3 separate regions of the Sus scrofa genome follow, and all the other regions are linked to region 3. A link is a contact called in public Hi-C and promoter capture Hi-C data. All regions are on one chromosome and are shown on one strand. Each heading gives the region's core, a stretch centred on a gene start, on an enhancer-like site or on the middle of the called end of the contact. The rest is flanking DNA. Distances are from core to core; before and after follow the strand shown.

The links. Promoter capture Hi-C pulls out the DNA fragments that hold promoters and counts their contacts. Hi-C and Micro-C count contacts between places; a contact is called where the count stands out from the background.
Region 1: a Hi-C map of skeletal muscle shows a contact between it and region 3, with 1.7 times the contacts expected there. The contact joins the promoter of C9H1orf74 here to the promoter of CAMK1G in region 3.
Region 2: a contact with region 3 is called in a promoter capture Hi-C map of fetal skeletal muscle, with 2.3 times the contacts expected there. The contact joins the promoter of TRAF3IP3 here to the promoter of CAMK1G in region 3. A contact is called at or near these places in 2 of 5 promoter capture datasets (fetal skeletal muscle and liver) and 1 of 2 datasets of contacts at active chromatin or transcription factors (skeletal muscle).

The regions. Positions count from the first base shown.
Region 1 is chr9:133,186,564-133,189,263 of Sscrofa11.1, forward strand. C9H1orf74 (UPF0739 protein C1orf74 homolog) reads left to right here and starts at 1,308. Exons shown (of 3, transcript XM_021063892.1): 1 at 1,308-1,512; 2 at 2,141-2,700. The coding sequence starts at 2,236.
Region 2 is chr9:133,212,797-133,215,496 of Sscrofa11.1, forward strand. TRAF3IP3 (TRAF3-interacting JNK-activating modulator) reads right to left here and starts at 1,412. Exons shown (of 15, transcript XM_021063884.1): 1 at 1,191-1,412. All of the region lies in intron 2 of C9H1orf74 (UPF0739 protein C1orf74 homolog), which reads left to right.
Region 3 is chr9:133,369,050-133,371,749 of Sscrofa11.1, forward strand. CAMK1G (calcium/calmodulin dependent protein kinase IG) reads right to left here and starts at 1,394. Exons shown (of 13, transcript NM_001243934.1): 1 at 1,273-1,394. The coding sequence starts at 1,364.

The DNA.
Region 1 (2,700 bases), core at 58-2,557, 180 kb before region 3:
TCAGTGAAATAACTGTTTTTACCTGATGATTTGATTGAAAAGTGTTTAGGGGGTTCCGTTGTGGCTCAGCGGTTCATAAACCCGACTAGTATCCATGAAAACATGGGTTCGAACCCTGGCCTCGCTCAGTGGGTTAAGGATCCAGCGTTACTGTGAGCTGTGGTGTAGGTCAAAGACACCGCTCAGATCCCACATTGCTGTGGCTGTGGGGGAGGCTGGCAGCTATAACTATGATTCCACCCATAGCCTGGGAACTTCCATATGCCACGGGTGCAGCCCTAAAAAGACAACAACAACAAAAAAAAGTGTCTGCATCTCTGCCTCTTATTTCTCACTTTGAAGTCAGCAAACAGAATTCGACCAAACTGAGCTCCAGGAAGGAGGGGTTTTTGTCTGTTATGTACACTGCAGTAAGTACCTCCAGCACCTAAAGCAGGCCTAGTACACATGTGTCCAGGGTGAAGACTCATGCCTTCACACCGTGCTTAGAAATGGCAAACCTGGAGTTCCCGTCGTGGCGCAGTGGTTAACGAACCCGACTAGGAACCACGAGGTTGCGGGTTCGACCCTGGCCTTGCTCAGTGGGTTAAGGATCCGGCGCTGTCGTGAGCTGTGGTGTATGTAGGTCGCAGACGCTGCTCGGATCCCGCGTTGCTGTGGCTCTGGTGCAGGCCGGCGGCTACAGCTCCAACTAGACCCCTAGCCTGGGAACCTCCATACGCCTCAGAAGAGGCCCTGGAAAAGGCAAAAAGACAAAAAGCAAACCTTGGCCAGGACACTTCTCCACCCACTTCTCAGACCTCAGCCTCTCAAATTTAGGATTTAGGCAGGTCAAAGCAAAAACAAAAAAAACTTTGCAGCACCACCCACAGGTGAAAGTATCACGCAAAACACGTCGCTTGCCTTGAGATATTTCGTTTGCAGGGGAAAGCGTCCTTCTCCAGACACAAATCAAAGGTGTTTCTGCTCGGCGTGCCCCGCTTCTGCCTCCCTGGTCAAACGGGACACTGGACTTAAAAACAACACACAAGCGAAGAGCTGGCGGCTTCAACCGGTCCCGCCTCCTTCCGTCCACTCCCTTCCCTTCCTCTTCCGGCGCAGGGGGGCGGGGCCGGGATCAGCCGGGCCGGAAGGGGCCGGACCTCAGGCACCAGCACTTCCGGTATGCAGCCGCGCGGCCTGCCGGTGGTTCCTACGCGGGGAGCGCGAGAGGACCGGGTGACGTTACGGAAAGCGGCGGGACAGGGCATGTGCTGGGCATGCGCAGCAGGCAGACCTCGCCTCCCCGGCCCCTGCGGGCGGTAAGGGACCTCCCCTTGCGGGCGGGACTTCTAGCTTCGCGGCGGAGCACAGGGTCTCGCGGCCTTCCGGGCAGCGGGCAGGAAACTGGAAGGGGTTCCTGAGCCCGCGAATCTGCAGGGGAAGTAGAAGGACGTCTGTGTGTGCAAGGGAGACCTCTGCCTCATTTACTAAATCCCTGTACTGTGCCCAGGAAAGGGCGTGGGGGTTGAGGTGAGCCTGTCGTCCGAGGGCCAGTGACTGTCCACCAGTAGGGGGAGGCGGGGCCTGCAGAAGTTGCAAGACAAGCCTCTTGCAGTTCCAGCCAATTTAACTTATTTACTTTGTGTCTCAACATGAGATGTTTGGTAGTCCACATTCTAGTGTGTATCGTTTAATCAGACCGCTATTCTTACAACTATTCTTGGCCGGAAGAGAAAGAGGAGTTGGCAATGAAAAGAGTACATGTGGAACCTACTCTGTCTCAGAGGACAGTTTTAGGTGAAATGCTCTGAATTTTGCCAGAGAGTGCTCTGCTTCTTTTCGGCCCCGACCTCCTTCAGGTGTGAATCAGAGAAGGTAAATTACAACAGGAAAATTTAGGAGGGAAGCCAGAGAGAGTGTAAATATAACCTTAAGGCCAGAGAGACAGTTGAATTTGGAACTAAGAGAGACTAAGTCACCAAAAAATCAGGGTGCCATTGGTGATGCCGTTTTATCTGGGCTGGGTTAGCATTCCAAAGCAGAGGGAGGGGAAGTGACCTCTGGAAGATGCTGTAAGACTTAAGGGAAGGCTATTGTCAGGTTTCCTGGTATGTCACTGGCTGGTGCTAATAATCCCCTGCTACTGCTTTGTTTTTAGGCCCTTCTTCAAGTGTCTGGAGCTCAGAGATGCAGCCCAGGGGAGGGAACTGTGACTAGTTAAGGAGGCCATGCTTACTGTTGCTTCCAGAGTCCATGTCAACACTGAGTCTTCAGCTGCTGGTGGCAGCTGCTCAGCAGACCCTGGGCATGGGGAGGAGCCGGGGCCCACCCCGAGCCGTGTGCCTTCATCTAGCCGGAGAGGTGCTGGCTGTGGCCAGGGGACTTAAGCCAGCTCTGCTCTATGATTGCAACTGTGCAGGGGCAGCAGAGCTCCAGAGCTATCTGGAGCAGCTGCAGGGCCTGGGCTTCCCGACCCGGGGGCTTCACATTCTTGAGATTGGAGAAGACAGCCTGATTGTCTGTCCTGAGCGTGTGTGTCAGCACTTGGAGCAGGTGCTGCTTGGTTCCGTAGCCTTTGTGGATGTTTCCAGCGCTCAGCCTCACCCTTCCGTCTGCTCCCTGGACCAGCTTCAGGACTTGAAGGCCCTCCTGGCTGAGATCATCGCTCATTTGCAGGGACTGAAGACGGACCTGTCCCTGGCAGTCTCCAGCAGCAGG
Region 2 (2,700 bases), core at 162-2,661, 160 kb before region 3:
TGTTCCTCTGACTTCTGGGTGCGGGCTGCAGGGAGAAAGGCCCCTCTGGTCTGGGCTCACCTGCCAGCAACATTAGGCCCAGCAGAAAGGAAAGGAGAGGGGGGTGAAGGACGGGTGTCCAGGCTGCCTGCATCCCACCTTTAAGATGTGGGGTGCTGGGTCGCCTCCCTGTTTGGTTCCAGGCCACCCTCAGGCTCTGTAGAGGAGGCAGGCCTCTTGATTGTGAAGAATCCTTCAACCTCCCACTGTGAAGAGGGGAGGGCTGTGTGGAGAGCAAAGTGTGCCGGCCGTGCCTACACTGATTCGCTGGAACACATGGCTGCCCTGCCCTGCTTCCCGGGCACAGACATTGGCACTTGTTGCCCAGGCTGGGAGTTGCAGTAGAAAAGGCTCTTTCAAGAAGGGAGCCTTTCCAGACCCCCAGGCCCTCACAGCAGGTGGGATTTGGCATGGCACAGCTAAGTGGGATCATACTCAGCTTTCCTGATTTGCTTAAACACAAGATGCCACGTGGGTCGGCTGACTGACCGAGATGGGCTGTAGGAAAAAAGGAACTGGCCCCTGTGGGGTTCAAAAAAGGTCATTGGGCCACTGCCCAGGCAGCTCTTGCGGCATGGCAGGGCCCAGTTGCAGCCCTGGGACGACGTGGTACTGGCTGGGGGATGGGGCATGGGGGCTGTCCTCACTGCCAGGGGATCAGGACACTGTCCTCGCCTGACAGTTCTCTGTCGCTGCCTTTCCAGGTCTCTGCTTCTACTTCCTGGCTGTGTGTGTGATGCATGGCCTCCTGCATGAATGAATGGACTAGCCTGCCTAGTCCAGAGCTCTCGGTGTGAGCTGGGAGAGGAGGGCTGGCGCCCAGCGGCTGCAAAGGCAGCTTCGTGCTGTTGGGTCCCTGCTGTGAAGGGAGCTGTAAAATGTCTGCCCCGTCACTGGGGAGCCTGAACCCCAGGTCACTGCCTCACCGCCAGTGTAATCCGATGGATGGAGCAGAGAGCCCCGGACACTGTGCCCCTGGAGACCAACACAGGGCACTTTCCAGGTTACTCAGCCCCACACTCCTAACCTACACCGTCCACTCCAGGGCCTCTCCTTACAGCCCGGGGAGGCTGGCAGCCAGAGCCTCTTCTGCCCCACCCAGCGTCGGGGGCCCCCAGCCTGGACGCAAATGCCTCCTCCTTGTCCGTTACCTCGGGTCCCCGGCTGCAGCGCCAGCAGCTCAGGAAAGCATCCCGGCTACGGGCAGACCTCGGCTCTGGCCTCGGGTGGGGTGATCTCAGTCCGTGGCTCTGGGCCCCTCAGCATTTCCCTTCGAGGTTCTCTCGCCTTTTACGCAGCTGCCTTGCTGAAACAGGAAGCAGCCACAGCCACGGCACTTGCTCACCCCAGTTCCTCTCCTGCTCGCTGGCGCGATCTGAGGGGCCCCTGACCCCTTGAGGCTCACAGGCCCGAGCTCGGGACTCCTCCCACCCCCGGGCACCACCGCCACCCTCTCCCTTGCTACTCGATCGGTCTGCGCTCTTGGACAATTTCGAGTCAAAATCCTTTCCAGGATGACACCAGGATGGGTCACTGGTCAGACTCAAACCTTGTAGTCTCTGTGTGGGGAAGAAAAATGCCTTTTGACCCAGAAGAGGTGTCCCCTGTGTAGGTTTTCAGGTGTATCAGCTCGTTCTCTGGGGAGGATTTGCTCTTTCCTTTAGCTCCCTCTTTGCAGTCCTGCTGTAGTGAAGGGTCTTTGCTCTTCTAAAGTCTGGTGTCTTCCAGACTTCTGACGTGAGACCAGCTCCGAATTCGCTCCTTTCTCAGGGAGTGGGCCGGGAGTCGGCCGAGGGGACAGGTGGGGGCTGGGGGGCAAAGGGAGCAACAGTGGGCAGAAGCTGAAAAAAGTATTTCATTGAACTAGGAAATCTGGGGGAAAACGGAAAGGAATTTGTTTGTGCCTTAAAAGGAAACTTACACATATTATAGGCAGGAAATCCCCAAGAAGTTCAGGATCCCGTGGTGGCCAGGAGCCGGACGAGGACAAGCTGGCCGAGCCCCTGTGTGGCCTTGTGCAATCCACCGCGTCTGAATGGCCCCTCGGTGTCTGAGTGGGTGACTGACACGGTTCCCATGAAGCCCCAGACGTCCCATGTGAGGCACGTGGTGAGCCTTTGAAATAACTGCTGTAACAACGACGCGCGTGTGGGGAGCGCGGCGCAGCCTTGGCCGTTGCCCGCACCGCCTCCATTCTCTGGGGGGACAAAGAACAAGGAGGAGGCAGGCAAAGGGCCGGGGCCGGACCCTCCGACGACATTCTCTCAGGATGAGGGACCGGAGCGCAAGGGCCTGGGCCTGGAGCTCGACACTCGGAGATGAGAATGAGCGGAGGACAGAGGGGTCGGGGCGCCCACGATGGCAGGATAAGAGTCCGTTATAGGCGCAGAAGTGTGAGAGGGCTCTGGGGGTTCAGGACCCTAGAGCCTAAGAGAGGACAGACGATTGTAATAGGAGTTCCCGGGGACCAGGGTTATTTGGGCTCCATTAAAAATCAGAAATGTGTACAGAGAATGAAATCCCTTCTAGAGCTGTGCAGTCTTCTTTTTTTTTTTTTTTTTTTTGGCTGCAGTTTCCAGCAGCTTATTGTGGGATCTCAGTTCCCAGGCTAGGGATTGGATGCAAGCCATAGTGGTAAAAGTGCCAAATCCTAACCACTGG
Region 3 (2,700 bases), core at 144-2,643:
TTAGAGGCAGAAGCTACCCGGGTGACTCCAACGTCCCCTACAAGCGGGTGGCCGGCCACTGAGCTCCCTGAGGGCAGCGAGCGCTGCTTCCGACTGTCCTTCGGCGCCCGTCTGAGCAGACCGTGGACGGTTCTCGTCAACCTGGGCTTCCTTCTTCCTCCTCCTCTTGGGCTTTGGGACGTTTAGCAAATCATTTCCGATTCACTGATGCCTGCTGTCTCTCTCTCTCCTGCCTCACCCCCGTCTTTCGCCGCCCCCCATCTTGGCAAAGGCCCTTTTCCGAGGGCCGATGCTCTGATGATCAGGGCGGCCCTGAGACCCTGCCTGCTGGGGATGGAAGGGCGCAGAGGCCTCCTCTCGGGCCCGAGCCAGCAACTCTGTGGCTCCAGGGAGACGGCGGGCGGCCTCACTGCCCGGGGTCACCGCCTCCCAGCCAGGCGGAGGGAGCCAAACTCAGCCGGAGTTGGCTAAAGGGCAAGCTTGCTCGAAGGGACAGCGCACTCAGGGCCCTTCGCGTCCCGGTCCAATTCGCCAGGGCTAATGAGCTGACCAGCTGGGGATCCGAGGCCACGGGAGCAGGTGGCCCAGGGCCGCTGCCAGGCTTCGTCAGAGGCTGCGCCCTCCAGGAGGAGAGGCCAGACTACGTGGAGCGTCAGCTCCAGACAAGCCGTCTCTGCTCTGCCGGCCGTGTAATCGTTGTCAAGGGGAGGCCCCGACAGGCCGGAGGCAGGCGAGGCTACAGTGTGACTTTATTTTTCCAACATGGTATTTAAATACAGACCAGAGAGGAGGGTGGTGATGGGAGCGGAGTCAGGTGTGTGTGCCCATTGCACCCGAATCCACCCACAGCAGACAGCGGGTCTGACCTGTTCACGGGCGGGGAGAGGGGGGTTGGGGGAGAGAGGAGGAAGCCAGCCGGGTGACTTGGCCCAGGAGGGTTCTAGGGCCACTGGATCGCCCGAAGTGCTCCAGAATGCCTCTCTCCTGCGGCCAGAGCAGAACTCACAAGCTGTCACAGATCCGCAAGCGGGGCGGGGGCGCTGGGGGTGAGGATGCAGACCCGTGGGCAAAGAGCTGGACTGTCCTCTGTATTAGCTCAAGGGGCCTGTCCCTAACCTGCCCCCTGAAGCCCCTGCTCTACGCCCCGATGGCTGTGGAGATGCTCTTGGGGCAGCCCCCGCCTGGCTCTATCACTGGCTGCTGGTCCAGGCTGACTCCCTCCCAGCCACCCACCACGGGGAGCCCAGCCCCCGCTCTCAGCCCCCGACTCACGATCCCAGCACTTCCATGAAGATGAAGGTTTTCCGGATGTTGGTGGTCTGTTTCTTCCAGGAACTGCAGTCCTCGTCTTCCTTCCGACCCATGGCCTCCAGAGTTGAAGCTTCCAGGGGTGCTTGGTTTGAGGAAGGGAGGAAAGGGGCTGATCAGCTAATGTCTCAAATCGGGTGAGAACAGGTGGAAAAAGAAGCTAAAATACTCACATCCATCATGTAACAACTAGAAGGAAGGATTAGGAGCTAACCTTGGATAATTGGCAAAAAATTATCCACTTTCTTTGTATCTATCTACTTTTTTTTTTTTTTCTTTTTAGGGCCGCACCTGTGGCATGTGGAGGGCCTCAGGCTAGGGATTGAATCAGAGCTGCAGCTGCTGCTCTAAACCACAGCTCATGGCAACGAGGATCCTTAACCCACTGAGCGAGGCCGGGGATGGATGTGAGTCGAGCTCATTACCCCTGAGCCACGACCGGAACGCCTCCGCTTGCTTTTTAAATTCACGACAAATTTCGCTGAGCATCTGCTCGATGCCCGTCATGCTCGCCCTAGGCTCCAGGAGTTTAGAAGCTAGTAGTTGAAACTCCACTGTGTACACGTCTATTTAAGGGCAGTAATGCACACGTGTGTAGATTAACAAGGGCCCGTCCACCTTGGAGGGATCTGAGCTGTTCCTTATGCTATCAAGTGGCGGCCGAGGCATTTAGTCAAACTACTGAGTCAGCCAACCTTCTTTCCATTGTCACAGCTCGGCTGCCTCCCCCAGTTACTGCTATTCTTAACTTCTCGCTACTGTTACGGGTTAAATAAATGAATACTTGATGAATGAGCATTGTGTTTCCTCTGTAACTCCCACGGCATCGAGCACAGTGCTGGGAAGATAGTTATTCATTAAAGTCTAAGCTGGATCGTGTCCTGACTTTATTTCAGAGTTATCCAGTTACCATATGCATTCCACGAGCCAGCACCCTCCACGTGCCAGGTGCTGGACGGTGTCTCTCTGAATGACACCTTTGGGACACTCTCCCTGTTGACCCATGTATATCCTTGGTTTCCTGTTGGGACTCTGATCGATGACCTGGGACATGGCAAACCAGAGAGGTGGCCTTAGCTTCTAGTGACGTATATAGAGCAAATCTCGACTCTTTTATAGGGATGGACCAGAATGACTGTCCGAAGATGCAATTATCTAGCTCAGGTTATAGAGCGAATCGTTTGCATTCTAGATTTTTCTTAGTCAAGACTAAGAACAGAAGCTGTGTCTCCCCCACTGTATCAGCTGCATTCCAGCCTCCCAATACCTGGTTCTAGTGTCTTTTTTTTTTTTTTTTTTTTTTTGTATTTTTAGGGCTGCACCTGCAGCATATGGAGGTTCCCAGGCTAGGGGTCAAATTGGAGCTGTGGAAGCTGGCCTACATCACAGCCA